Linked DNA regions of Gossypium hirsutum: region 2 is linked to region 1. Evidence: chromatin contacts called from public Hi-C data. All regions are on one chromosome and are shown on one strand. Each heading gives the region's core, a stretch centred on a gene start, on an enhancer-like site or on the middle of the called end of the contact. The rest is flanking DNA. Distances are from core to core; before and after follow the strand shown.

Evidence for each region. Hi-C and Micro-C count contacts between places; a contact is called where the count stands out from the background.
Region 2: a contact with region 1 is called in a Hi-C map of leaf, with 2.0 times the contacts expected there. The contact joins the promoter of LOC107904403 here to the promoter of LOC107904413 in region 1. A contact is called at or near these places in 3 of 34 Hi-C or Micro-C datasets (all in leaf).

Annotation. Positions count from the first base shown.
Region 1 is chrA05:33,708,247-33,716,069 of Gossypium_hirsutum_v2.1, reverse strand. LOC107904413 (NADPH:quinone oxidoreductase) reads left to right here and starts at 4,595. Exons shown (of 7, transcript XM_016830777.2): 1 at 4,595-5,007; 2 at 5,086-5,272; 3 at 5,460-5,545; 4 at 6,573-6,708; 5 at 6,886-7,077. The coding sequence starts at 5,507.
Region 2 is chrA05:34,024,662-34,032,484 of Gossypium_hirsutum_v2.1, reverse strand. LOC107904403 (DNA-directed RNA polymerase V subunit 7) reads left to right here and starts at 4,579. Exons shown (of 2, transcript XM_041112273.1): 1 at 4,579-4,729; 2 at 6,061-6,764. The coding sequence starts at 6,062. The coding sequence ends at 6,592. It overlaps LOC107904401 (protein unc-13 homolog), which reads left to right. Exons shown (of 26, transcript XM_041112275.1): 20 at 348-432; 21 at 890-994; 22 at 1,066-1,172; 23 at 1,335-1,412; 24 at 1,493-1,588; 25 at 1,895-1,990; 26 at 2,495-3,107. The coding sequence ends at 2,644.

The DNA.
Region 1 (7,823 bases), core at 3,346-5,845:
CTCACTCACAAAATTACAGCATTAAAATTATATATTGAGCAGCCTTTGAATATTTATTGATTAAATCTGCAGTCAAGTCTGATGATGGACAAGGATTTACATCATTTGTGTTCCTTTCCTAAACCAGAATCCAAAGGAGGCACTTAGTTTTCTCTATTTTATAATCTATTCTGTATGAATGCTATATTCTTTTTTAAAGTCCAAGCAACATCTTACATTAAAAAAAAATACTAGACTATTGATTTTATTTTATTTTGGTTATTGATTTATTAATTTTTTGAATTTAACCACTAAATTTCTCGAAATTAAATATTTTAGTCACTCTTTCGCATTAGATGATCGATGAAAAGTTGATGTGAACTTTCTTTAATAGTATAATAATAAATTTAGCCCTCTAATATTTACAATATTTTTTTATTTTAATTTGAATTTTAAAAAAAATTAATAAATTTAACATTCAAAATATACAAAATTTATTAATTTAGTTGTAATTCTAAAATTTTTAAAAAATATTAAAAAAATATTTTTAACCCTTTAACTCACAATTTTCTATCGATTGTGAAGACAATAAAATATTGGTGAATAGATTAAATTACATTAATAGTTAAAAAGGAAAAGATTGATTATTGCAATTGGGTGTAATTAATGTTTTCAACCATTTCATTAAGATTTGGTGTTGATGCTTTGGGGGATTCCATTTTCCAATACCAAACAAAAGTTTCCAGCATGGGACAACTACGATAAAAAAAAAAACACAAAGGGATAGCTTTAGCCTACGCCCTACAGTAAGATGTAAGAGTCTGATTGAGATCTGTCAAGTGAATGTCATAGGCCGATTGAAGACTCTTCAGTTTAGTCATCTTTTCAAGTATTTCTTCGCTTTTTAGATTATTATATCAACATTGTTGAAATATTAATGTTTTAATTAATATTTTTGTTGAAAAAAATAATTTGATTCTTTTTTAAGGTTAATGATGAATTTTATTTATAAAAAAAATAAAGAGTAAAATTAATAAAAAAATAAAAATATTAATGATTAAATTTGTCATTATACCTATTTAAATTTATTGTATAACTTATATATATCAATTAAAAATCACTAAATTGAAGTAGCACGTGAAACTACAAATGTGAATTTGTCATTTTGGAATAAAACAAACAAGAAGTTGGAAGATTATGATATATGAGGTTGTTTTCAATTTCATAATAAGCTGTCAATCTAATCTTACCTTATTTTCAAACTTATACACGGGGAGAAGAGAAGGGGAAAAATAGTTAATGACTGCACCCATTTTCTTTTATTTAAGATTTTGGTATTATTTTTTAATATTAATTTTATTACAATTCTTATAATATCTATTCTTTTTTATATAAAACTTAAGACTACTCATAACTCTCAATTCTTAAATAGAAGAATAATGCATTTTAATACACTCGAACCCACGTATTTCTACACTAGAAATAATGTTAATGTCAATCAAACTAATACTCAATCGGTAATTTCTCCGAGATCAAGTTTTGATTTTTTTTTTGAATGGTGTAAGGTAAGTTTAAATTATTAATTAATAATAAAAAATATACAAAATATAATAATACGTTTAAAACTTATGCTAAAAAGCCTTGCTACCATTCTTCGTTGGCAGTTGAGGAAGGCTCACAACTGGTTTGCCTTGTCTGACCCAATAGCAGTATAGCAGCTTTGCATTGAGAATACTTCAATGTTCCATTCAGCGTCATCATGGCATGCTCCACTGGTTGATATTGTGCTAAATGCAATGGTGACGCCTCTTTTGACCATAACGCCGGCATGTTTGGTATCGACGATGAGGCTCTAGCGGATGGATGGTTGTTTGTTGAGGTCACACAACCCCTTACTATTAGTAAGCTACAATTTTCTTTTGGATTGCAAAATCGAGCATTCAATTATCATATATATTAGAAAAATATAGAAATTGAATGGATAACAGACAATGCTACAAAATTTCAACTTAAAAAATCTATAATGTTGCACTGTTGATAGTGGAGAGACCACAAATACTATCTTGCCGGACTTCTATGTTTGGTTACACAACTCACCCATACACCAAAATCGAATAATTAATAAAACTTTTCAGAATTGGATAGGTAATTAAATTAATTCCATAAAAAAATATTAAAAAATTATAAAAAGTAAAAAAAAAAATTAACTTATTCAATCATCTGTTCAATTGAAATTTTAATCAATTTAATCGATATTTACTGATTTACGAACCAATCAACCTAATCTCTTACTTTGAACCGCTAATCTCTTACTTTGAACCGATATTTCCATCAATTCCAAGTCTATTCTGATTCCAAAAACCATAAAGTTAAACTTACTTCAAACACAAAAAAACAAAAAGTTGAACCATGTGTCGGACAGGGTTCAAAGAGAGAATTAATGGTTTTCTAGGCCCAGCCCACTTGAAATATATGCACTATTTTATGTTAATACCCTAATAATAAACAGTGATAAAGCCCGATTCATTTAAAATGTGGGGTTTTGGACTTAAGATGGATAAATATGTTCTGTCAGTTATGTCGGAATGTAATAGTAAAAACAAATGAAACTTTTAGGTACTGTTTATAAAGGTGTCTAATAATTGAATTTAGGTATAATTGTTTGGTTAACCATTAGAATTGGTGAGTTTTACTGAATTGGATGTAATTGGCGCACCTCAATTATATTTCCCAATTTATAGGGGAGGGGAAGAATTGAAATAATTACACACCTAATTACACCCAAATTCAATTTAAATGTTTTATTCAAGTTTAAGTTATAAATTTTTATATTATATACATAAAAATGCATAAGTGTTTGGATGGTTATAGCCAATGATTTATTATATTATAAATCTTAAAAGATTATATTATAAAGTAATGTATGTGTATTTTATAAAATTATAAAAAATTATATTATTTAAATTTAATTATTTTTTAAGTTAAAATTCAAAAAAATTATTGTTATAAAAGTGTTATAAAATATTTAATTATAAAAAGTTATGATCGATAAATATGAACAAAACTTATTTATATGTACATGCTATATATTTTCAAAGTAATATGCTTATTTAACTTATTTGTAAAAAAAAAAATTCTAATTTATGGAAAAAAAATATTGTTATATAAAAGTTGTAGGACACTTTATAATTTTTCTATATATTATAAATTTTATATTATTTTTTACTTAATTTTCATATTATAAAAAAATTATAACTTTGTATAATTCTTTCTTAAAATCAAGTTTATATAATTTTTTATAATTAAAGTTACGGATTTTTTGCACCATGAACTCAAATATTATATGATAGATGCTAATTATGTATATACAAAAGAATTTTTTACACTATATCGTGAGATATGATACCATTTGAGATAATGGAGTTACACACAAATACCAGACACGACTCACTAACTCTTTAATTTGAGACATTTAAGGTTTTGACATATGATTAAGTGGATATTTGTTATTCTAAAAAAATATTTCTCATATTAACAACATATAGTTTGCTCTTTAATTTAACGTATATAAACTACTTTACCCATTTTTAATAGAGAAAACAAAATGTAATCCAACTTTTGATATAAGATACATCTTATATTTTGGAAGGGTTGAAAATTTTATTATGTTAGAAAATAACTTAGGAAATAATGTTTCAACATTCAAGAAACAAACTTTGTTCTATTTTTCAATTATGTATTTTACTTTTTATGGATTGTTATTCGTGAGTATGGGTGTTTTTTCAACTCTACAATTAAGTTAAAAAATTGTTATGTGTTTTTTTATTTAGGATTTATTTTTATAAAATCCTAGAAAAATATTTTAAAAAATTAATTAAGTCCTTTTAAATTTTTTACATCTAATTGAGCATTTTAATTGAAAAAATTGGTCAAATAAACAATTTGTTGATGTGATAGTTAATAAATGATGATTCAACGGCCTTTGTACATGTGGCAGTTCACATAGATGAATTTTTTTGCACTTGAGTTCATTACGAATAATTTATAATATATATAGAGCGTAATTTAATTAATTATTTTGTAGATAAATTGAATGATAAATTATTTATTGTTAATAAATTTTTTAGATTGTTTAAGCGAGAACAATAAAATAACATATAATTGTAATTTAAAAATAAAATATATTCTAAAATAAAAAAATTATTGTATAAAAATAATTTTTAAAACTTAAATCAAGTATGAGTATGTTCAAAAATTTATATGTTAATTGGATTTTTTTTTGAAGATAACAGTTGGACTTTATTAAAATAAGGGTAAATTACACCAACAGTCACTTAATTTTGGGTAACTGACAAATCAATTATATTAGTTTTATTTCAGTCACTCAGCTTTAGAAAAATAATAAAACAACCATTTTAACCGTTTTTCATTACAAATGTAACAGTAAAATGACATGATAGATGATGGATTGCTTGGTGGCATTAACCGTTCAGCTGGTCAGTTAGCACTAATTTTAACAGCCCCTTTAGCACCAATTTAGGGTTTATACAAAAGAAGAAGAAGAAGAGGAAGAGGAGAATAAGAAGAAGAAGAAAAATGGAGATGCCTCCACTTTTCAAATCAATCCCATACTGCATCTCTACAAATGAATCCTCTAAACACTGAATGTAACGAATCGTCATCCTTATCCCCCACATTCATCCTCCATTCTAAAATCAACATTCTCTCATCTAATTTTTGAAGCTTCAGTCTCTAATCTATGTTTATTCAACTCCGCTTCCCATTAGACTCCTCTTGAACTCAAATTCATAGTGTTGTTTTATTATTATTTCTCCCTCAAACCTTTTCTCACTTTTTTATGTCAACAGTATTTTCAATCATTATCTATGTCAATTAAAAAAAAGTTTAGCTTTTTGGGCTTTAAAGAACAATGGTTCGGTATAGGTTAATGTTAAGCCAATCACTGTTTCTCTTGGAGAAAAGGTTGTAGATTCCTCGTTGTCAAGTAGCTTCTCTGCTGTTGAAAAGGTTAGGTCCTTCAAACCTTCAATTCTAGCTAGCAAGATTAGCTTATCTCAGGCTCAAAAGGACTTGGATGCTTGTCAGGGGAGCACTGTACAACAACCAAAACTTGGAACTGAATCTTTAACATCTAAGTTGTTATTAGCTACAGCTAAACATTCCGGGGTGGTTCCAACAACTAACTTGGATGAAAGCCTGCCATTTAACTCTGTATCTTCTGCCCTAGCTGCCACATATGAGGAATCTATGCTAGTCATTGCCAGTAATTAAGGTAGGAAGGAAAGTTTGGTTAAGTCCATCTCTATAAAAGATCATCAGAAGAAAACGAGCAAAAAGGGACTTATTCAGCCATCAAATCAAGTTTTTTTTCTTGTTTTTTTCTTCTAGTTCTTTTTTAACCATATGTATGTTTTGTTTGCATGTATTTATCTGCTCTTTCACAAATTGATGGAGATAAGCTCCAGGTTATTCAAAGGACTTTCAAAGGGACTTGGATGCTTGTCCAATGTGGCTTTATCTTGCAAAACTAGCTCCAGGTTCAATGGTCTGTTTTTGTAATGGAGATAAGCTACTCCTATTTTCCTTTCCTTTCCTCTCCTATTCTTTTTCTTCTTCTTCTACATTTCTCTTATTTTTCTTTTACCATTAACTAATCATCTTCTTTTTTTTTTTACCCTTTGACTACTTGCCCAACGTGACAAGTTAGTTGGTCACATTAACTAATTAATTTGTCACATCAGTGATCTCGTAAAGACAATAACAAAAAATATTAGTAAATAATTGATTTGTTACTTTTTGATAATGTTAGCGACTGTTTTATTTTTTTTAAAAGTTGAATGACTGAAATGAAACTAATGTGATTGATTTGTTAATAACCCAAAATTAAGTGACTGTATATTTAATAATAAATTTTAATTTTAATATAATATTTAATTCCTAAAAATACTTAAAAGCTAAAAGAGAAGATGAAATCCAAAACATCTATTTAAATTAAATATAACTTAGATAATATAATATTTAATTCTTAATAAAAATAATTCCTAGAAAAAATATAAATAATCACAAAAAAATATTAATGATTCTTGAAAAAAAAGTAGTTAAAAAGAAGAGGTTGTGAGGAGGATATTGAATGAGTGGTTAACATAATTATAATTACTTTTAAAAACACTTCATCGCTCCTACTTTTGGAAAGCACAGATGACAAGATATATTTTTAGAAATTGTTTCAATCAGACGGTCACAAATCTCTCTATCTACCTACCTCAAGTCACCAAAGATTTGCGTCTGATCAATCCCTTTCTCACCCTTCACTTCCTCTACATTCAAACAAGTCAAACACTGTTGGTTCTTTAGAACCGGTCGATTAAAGTCCCATAGGAGGTGTGTAGGATACAGCTGTCTCATTAAGTAGGAGCTGCTCCACCGTCTGATAGATGTAGGAGAGCCGCACGCGTGGCACCCATGTAGAGATTGTGATTAATATTTCATCTTTAATGGCATCTATTTATTATTTTTCAAAAAAAAAAAAAAACAAGTCAATACTCAAGCAAGTAACTTACGCACTCAAGCAGAGGAGAAGCCTGGAGAGAGTTCTGAGAAATTACAGAGCAATGGAAGCCATGGCAGCAGCGAAACCAGTGATCAAAGTAGCTGCCCTTTGTGGGTCTTTAAGGGAAGGCTCTTACAATAGAGGCTTACTTCGTTATGGTAAGGTTCTTTTGCAAATTGACGTCCAAATGGATGTTCTTGTTTTGGTTTCTGGGAAATACTCTTTTGGGTTTTTGTTTTTTTTACTCCCTTCAGCTATTGACGTCTAAAGGAATATTCTTGTTTTAGTTTCTGGGAAAAAAATATTGATTTGGGTTTTGTGTTTTTTTGTTTCAGCAATGGAGCTAACTAAGGAAGAGATTGATGGGATTCAGATTGATTACATTGACATTTCGCCGCTTCCTATGCTCAACACTGACCTCGAGGTTAATGGAAAGTATCCGCCTGTTGTCGAGGCTTTCAGGCAGAGGATTTTGGCGGCTGATAGCATCCTATTTGCTTCCCCTGAGTACAACTACTCTGTTACTGGTATTAAGCATTCAAAAGTATTTCTTGGCCACTAAAGTATTTTGGGATTTCATTTATTTAAATTTTCTATAATTTATGCTATGATATACGCACAACTTCCTCCACAATGTTCAAAGTTGTCACCATGAATGTTAATTTTGGCGAGTTGGAAACACTTTTGACATTTCATCAAAAGTTCTAAAAAGAAAAGCTTAATTTTGACAATGTGGGGGAATTGTGAGTTAGTCAGGGTGTATTAAAGTGTAAAATAGAGAATCTTTTTTGAGCTGAAAATATGGTATATGTGAGGTTGGGGTGATTGTTCATTTAATTTCATAGGTGGAAGAAGGCGTAAATTTTATTTTATTTTATTTTATCAATACAAAGTTCAAAATTTTTTAGCTGAAGATGTAAAGAGTGAAATGTTTTAGTCTATCTTGATTTTAAAAGGATCTATTCATGTTTTTCACAGTAATCAATTGGTTTGGAGTATATTGAATTTTCTCTTATTTAACACAGAATAAGGTTTATTGGATTTTCTTTTCTGTTCAGAATAGGTGGAGTGTGAATATGATGCATCTTAAGAAGAGTGCCTCAAAGTATTAAATACTCAAACAGTAGAATAAACACCCTAAATTTAATTTCACTTCCTTGGAATTCTTATATGTGAAGAATTTTGATTAGATGTAAGCCTTTCGAGGTCCCGTAGTTTGAAACCACTCTACACTGCAAGCTGATAGAAGGCTGCTTGCCTTGCTTGGTTAGAA
Region 2 (7,823 bases), core at 3,330-5,829, 320 kb before region 1:
ATTTTTTTCCTGGCTATGTCACTGTATGTACATTATAGTGTTATAATATTATTACAAAATTCTGTTCAGCAAAAAAACAAGAGTATGGATAACATGACCGAAAAAAGAGAATAATGAGAGCTTAAAACACAATCTTTCAAGTCTTGCTTTAGAAAGATGCTTTTCTCCAACAAAATCAGATGTTCTTCCTGACCAATAATCATGTCCTTCCAAGTCATCCCTTAAGTTGTGCTAAAATCATAATCTCGTGGTCCCTCTGTTTCCCTTCATGTACTGTCTGATTTTGGGACTTATTTGCTGGTGTTGTTATCAGAATATGTTCTGACTTGAATTTTTGCTATTGGCAGTATGCTATTAATCAACTGAACAAGTTGGAAGATAGCATCTGGGAACACTGGACAAGGAAAATGCCCATTGAAAAAATCTATATCAGTATGTATCTGAAGTCCATAGTAACATGATCTATTTTCATCCATTTCAGTAATAAGACTATGCATGTTGCTCTTGCATCTTTACCTTGTGCAACTAATATATTTTGTTGAAATGGTTAGCCTGCTTTGACTTTCAAAGCTAATGGAAATGGAAAAGAAAAATAGTAGGCTAAACATGATCTGGAGAATTGATTGCTTCCCCAAATAGTTGACAAGCATTTTCTTACTGCCTAAATTGGAATGTTTTTCAAATGGTTGAAATTCTTGATTTTGGCTATTGTTTGGGGATAGACCAGCGTCCATATCTCACATGGTGGAGTTTTTCCACTGTAATTCTTACAGATCTGCATGCTATATATAAAATTGCCATCTGTACATGTTCAATTGGTCTAACTGTTCAGTAATGAAGCAGTTTGACCTTTTGCTTGTCAGACTGAAATTACCCACTTTTTGTGTAGGGAAATCCATGGATGATAAATCTAAATGTTCAACCCAAAAAGGCACCTTTGATGGAAGCAGGAAAGATATAAATGCTGCTATTGACCGCATTCGGGAGTTTACTGGTAATACCTATTTTTTTTTATTTTAAAGGCACAGAATTAATCACTGATTAAGTGCTTTCTGCCTGTTGCAGGAACTAAAATTATTTTCTGGGATCTAAGGGAGCCATTTATTGAGAACTTGTATAAACCTAGTGTTTCTCAATCTAGGTTGGAAGCAGTTATTGAACCACTTGATGTGGTAAGTCCTTTTTTCCCTCAAAATAAAAAAAATTTGCTTGAGTGAGTGAAACAGCTTGTTTTGCTCTTTATGAAATTGTTATATAGATTTATTGATGTGATAATATAGGTTTATTAAATATGTATGATAATTGATGATGAAATGTCGCTGAAACTTCTGCAGGAGCTAAACCAACTATGTGATATTATTGTGGAGCCACTTAGGGATCGGGTAGTGACAAGTCTTCTTCAAGCATCACTGGTCTTTCCCAAAACCTGCTTCTTCCCAAAAAATTTAACTGCTCCTTGAATTTCTATTTATTGAAATGGTTTCTTTTTTAGGAAGGCTTACTCAGGGTTTTGTTAGACGGAGGCCCATCACGAGTTTTCTACCCAACTGATGCTAAGCTATTGGAAGAGGATCTGGAAATCTTAAAGGTGATCATCAGACTGGCTGCTTAAATCAAATTAACAATGTTATGGTGATGTGATTTTAATGATATTGAACATAGATTTTGCAGTATTAGAAGTTTGTATATTTTTCTCCCCTGATTTGAGTGCCTTTTTTTGTTTAGAAAAACTTAGACCTTTAGATGAACCATTTTTATGTTGGCAATAAAATCCTCCCATCACAATAATTTTGGCGAAAGGTGCTATAAACTGATTGGACTTACTACTTCAATTTCATTTTCTATTCTGTGCAATTTGACACTGATCTATTCACATTAATGTTGGTTTACTTAGGAATTCTTTATTTCTGGAGGTGATGGACTTCCTCGAGGAGTCGTTGAAAATCAAGTTGCTCGTGTTCGGCTTGTTGTAAAGTTGCACGGATTGGAGGTAAGATATGCAGCCTTTGACTATTATTGTCTCAAATCTCCCTTTTCAAAACGGTGGGAGGTACATTTGCTACTAGCTATCTTAATATCGGGTGAGTGCCTGATACGAGCATGTATCCCATACGAGTATGTTTTACTTTTTTGAAGTCATTCCATGTGTTTGGATGGTCTTTGGAGGGTTATATTTCCCATATTCATGTCCAATATCCGTTGAGCACAGATGTCGGACAAGGGTCTTAAAGAAAAATGAAAAAATTTAGAAACATAGGCTACCAGTACTATGGTGAAAGACTAAGAAAATGAGAAATTCTTACCTGGTAGTTTAATAACAAATAAAAATATTCTGACCATAGTGACTACATTTATCTCCTGTTTCAGTGTTTATTTATTTTTAATCCATTTCTTTTTCCTGCAAAGGACTATCTTTTAGATTTCCTGCAAACGAGTATTTTTCAAATTTATTGGAGATATGATGTTATTTATTTTTGGACTTTATCATTTGCAGACTCGAGAATTGGTCGAGGACTTGAGATCTTCAAGTGGCAAACTAGGTGCTGATAACCAGACTCTACTGAGAATACTATGCCACAGGGCTGATTCAGAGGCATCCCAGTTTGTCAAGAAGCAGTATAAGATACCCAAGTCTTCTGCATAGGCTGTAGTTCGACTCAGAATCGGCTTGAAGTAGGAGAAAGCGTTGACTTGAAATCTGGCTTGACGTAGGAGAAAATGGCAAATATGCATCAGCCGGTTTGTGTGAAATATAAGTTCATCACTCCCTTGTAAGAGAAAACAACTGGATTTTCTTTCATCCTTCTTTATGGCATCTTTAAATCACTCTGTTCTCTTTGTATGTTTACATAATCACATTTGAGTTGTGTATATGAGATGGAAACCATACCATGGCCAAGTACAGCTGTTTTGAGCCTTTGGAGCTATGTTACCTGGCTTTCATTTTTCCTAAGATACTCGCCATACATTCAAACTTGAGTTTGAGATTTTTAGCTTTCAAATATATAGATTTTTTTTAAAAGGAAAAAAAAATTGCATACCTGTACGGACTCATTTGTATTCGACATTTATGGATTTGGAACGAGTTAAAAGTGCTCTGGTAAGTAGCATGTGGCTTCCTCAGTAGAATTTTGGCCCACTTTGATGTTTACCTTTTTTTTTAGTTTATTTTGATACTTTGGTATTTGGATCTATTTTGATTAGTAAATTTGAAAGAGTGTAAAAGTTTGATAACGCGGCATTTTAAAATTGTGTTATGTCATTAGATTCAATCTTTTTTAAGTAATGATGTGGCATAGTTTTAAAGTATCACATTATTAAATTTTTATATATATTTTAAATATTTTAGGATTAAGTGAACTTAATTGACAAGTTTAAGAACTAAAATCAATATATATATTAAAATGGATCTAGTAATTAAATTTAGGGTTCAAAATTATATTAACCTTTATGTTGACCTTGCGAATAAAGTAGAATGCTAATAAATGATTTAGATTGTGGTTATGAATGTAATCTTTTTTTTGTAAGGTATATAATGAATATTATTATGATAGTTATGATATTTATCGGAAATTTTTATTTGATTAGAAGTTGATAAATGTGATCACTAAAAAAACTCGAGTAAAACTTGAATTTAAATTTAAATTCAAGTTTTGTTTCTAGAGCTTAAGCTCGATTTCAGTTAAAAATTCAACTTGGGTCTTACTTTTTACCTAATAAAAATTAACTTAATTTTCATATTTAAACTATTTATATTTAAAGTTGAGGTGTAATTGAGAATTTTTAATACTAATTAAAAATAAAAATATATTATAAATAAAAAAATTTAGTTGGCTTGTACATTATTTGATTAAAGTATTAAGCTTTAGTAGACTTTGCACAAATCTCTTGATTATACTCTTTTAAATACGATAGGCATGATGAAAAAGACAGCTACAAAATAGTTCACAGTATTATTTGTTATGCATGTGACACTTCCCATCGTTTCTATAAATAAATTTGCGGTTGCAATTTAGACTTACCCTTCTTTCTATCTAATACCTTTTAACTTAAAAATATTAGCTCCACGTTAAAAAGGAAAATTAAGAAATAATCATCTCATTATTTTTATTGAACTTTAATTTTTATTATTTAAATTATTGTTTGGCAATGTAGAAAAAAAATTATAGACAATTTCTTTTTGTCAAATCATAGATGGATTTGTTGAGGAATCAGGCTGACATTTTCAAGGAGCTCAAATGGTATCATTTACCTTAACAATAATATAAGTCAGGGATTCAAATCCCATCAAGAATAAGACGTTTACGTCACCTCTTGATTACACCCTCATTACTTTTTGATGGGTAACTATACGTGAGTAACTATACATCTACGTATAGTAGGGTTGAATCAAGAATAAACTGATTGAATTATAGTTCTAACTTGAATTTTCAAAGGAAAAAGCAAAAAGCTTTAAATCGATAAAAAACAAAAAATTACAGACTAAAAAGAAAAAAAGAGAGAAATACAGTAGACCGGAATTTGTGACATTCTTTTAAAAAAAGGCCCATGTCCAAGGTCCATTATCGGTTTTACAAATTAAACCCAATTTTAGGCGAACAATTTAGAGCTTTAGGGCAGGGAAGATCATTTTTTCTTTTCTTTCTACTCTTAAGTCCACAGCAGCCTGACAGGTCATTACCAGTTTCACTCTTTAGCAGCTCACACTCTTTCCTTGTTTATTTTACAGGTTAGTTTTGCTTCACCTCTAATCTGCAATATTTGTTATATTATTCACCAAAATAAACCTCATCCACTTACCTTGTCTTGATCTGAATCTTTTGTTCTCCTAATTTTGATTCTTTTTAAAGTATTTCATTTTTAGTTCGAGATATATGATTTCCATTGGGCTTTTCTTTGACTGATTCTATTGCATGTTCGATTGAACAGATGAAAAGTTTTTCAAGGTGGTTCTCTTCTTGTTCTTTGATTGTTTTCCGAATGGCTTGTGATTTCGACTAGTTGAGTTCTCTTTTTTTGCATTTCTTGAATTTTTTTAATGATAAAATTGTGGGTTTTAATATTAAGAGGATGTTAACATGGAGTTTATGTTTTGGTTTCTGTATTGAATTAAGTTGATGTTTTTCTTTAGAGAAGATTGATTAGTTGGGTGAGATTCTATATTCAGGATTTAATCACGAATTCTGCCTGGTAGTATGTGTGGATGCGGATCAGAAAATTGCCTTCGTTTGTGTTTATGGATTATCACTATTGTTGTTGTTTAATCGGGCATGTAATGTAATGATGATAGTTTAGATCAATGTTACTTGGACTCGAGTGTGATAGCCGGATATGGTACGTGTCCAACACAGTATGTTCAAATATTTCATGCATTTGGAGGACCATTGGAGGTTCAGAACCCCACACCCATATATGCATGATATATTCACTTTTTTTCTTATTTTTTCCCTTGCATTTGGAGGATCATTTGAGGTTATGATCCCATACCCTTGTTCGGATGTATGGCAAACATGGATAATTCACACAAACAAAAAAAGAGATGAGTCAGAGCAACGTAGGTATAACACCTCTGGGAGTTTGTTAATCATACACATTCGTTTGGAACTACTTTGCTTTTAAAAGGGTTTCCCTTGTTTTGTGAAGAATTTCAATGGTAATGTTCCGATTTGTCAATGACTATGAAAATTTAGTTATGAGTTGTGGGTCGTTGAGCCTACTGAATCTGCTCACCTTGTTTTGTTTAGAAAATTTCAATTTCTTTTGAAGGAAATGGCATGGTTTTCCATTCATAGTATCTGTTTTCTGTTGCTTCATGTTTGATTATCGGTTTGGTGTTATCAGTATTTATGGAATTGAGAATTAGTGATGATGTGAAACGGGCATTGTTGGGTTTATTCATTACAATTGGGTAATGTTTTAAGTGGTTGAAAACTAAGTTGTAGGTGAACCTTTTTCAGTTTTTGAATTCTTCTAGATTGGTATACCATTTTTTGGCTCTGAAGGACATTAATTTCATTGTGAGTTTCGTTTTTTTTTTGTTTTTAATGTTGTTTTCTGCAGAATGTTTCTCAAGGTGCAGATGCCATGGAATGTCATAATTCCTGCTGACAGCTTGGATGCCAAAGGCTTGATGCTCAAAAAGGCAATAGTGATCCGCCTTATGGATGAATTTGCTTGCAAGAAGGCCACCAAGGATCTCGGATATTTCATGGCTGTAACAACCCTAGAGAGCATTGGCGAGGGCAGAGTTAGACAGAACTCAGGAGATGTGCTTTTCCCTGTTGTCTTCAGCGGAATTACATTCAAGATGTACAGAGGAGAGATTCTGCAAGGGGTTGTACATAAGATACTAAAACATGGAGTGTTTTTGAGGTGTGGCCCAGTCCAAAACATATATTTGTCTCACATAAAAATGCCCGACTACCACTATGTGCCCGGGGAGAATGGTATATTCATGAACGACAAACACTCAAAGATTGATAAAGATGTGATCGTTAGGTTTATCGTGATTGGGACCAAATGGATGGAGGCCGAGAGGGAATTTCAGGCGTTGGTGAGTTTGGAAGGTGACTACTTAGGACCAGTTTCCTGAATATATGACTTTGGTCAACCTATGTACGTATTAGGAACATGTAGTTTTTGCGACTATAGGGCTAACTTATGATGTTAACTTGGTTTTATAGCTTTTGTAAAACTCCTCGCTTATAGGTGATGGATGTGATGGTATATTTGCAATATTCATAAATTTAGTGTTGCATTGTTCAGCCTCCTTTTTAATACCTTGGATCAATGGTTGAAGGATCGTGTCTGTGTCAAAACTTTTCTTCACTAGCTTCGCATATAAGAGGAGCTCTGTAATTGTGAAGTGTGTTGCAAGGTATTGCAATTGTGCAGTTAGCAACCTGTTGAATTACCCCATGTTATGCCGTCGCATATTACCTGTTTCCCTAGATATGAAATGAAAGCAACACAATTATGGTATGCTGGTTCAAACACATTATGCTCCGGCTGTTTGTCCAAGTTGATTTGCCTAAAGTCTCCTTCCCACACTCGCCCACCTAAGCAGCCTTATACATCACATGCATCCATCTCAGGCCCTTGTGCCATAATAGGGTTTATAGCTGATCTAACAATCATTCAAAGAATGAAGTTTCCAATGTCGTAGCAATTGACGAGTAATAAAAAAGATGATGTGTGTTTCTTCCTGGTTTTCCTGGAAGTATCAACTCCATTCATACCCAAAGCTATTTCTGAATGTTCACAATGTTTGACAGTCTACTTATATTCCACCTTTTATTAGTACACTCAAACCTGTAGCATTACTAATCTTATTCGCAACTGTCTTGTCCCATTCTCTTAGGTGCCCATCTGACATCATAACTGCCAATTGGTGCGATATCTACACGTCCCTTCCATGTAGTATACTCCTCCAAACTTAAGAGGCTTGACTTTTTGGATTCAACCCTATCAAAATTATATTTGCTGTACCATAGTGTTTTGAACAATTTAACTTGTTCCATTAAAATACGTCAGGCTTGATTCATAAGCCTGGCTTTCTTAAGGGCCCCTTTGGGCTACATAACCAGTCCCTCCTTTCAGCATTTTCACCATTCCAATAAAAGTTACATACAGTAGCAGGTTCTTTGAAGCAGGACATGTGATAAACATGCATATTGCTCAGCTGTGTGTCACACACGGCCATGTGGATAAGCCCAAGCTGTGTGCATCTTAAAAAGCTTCAAAAATACGGCATGCTTTCATTCAAAACTTAGTACTAAACCAAATAAAAAAAACCATTTCTATACTTTAAAAACACATTTAAA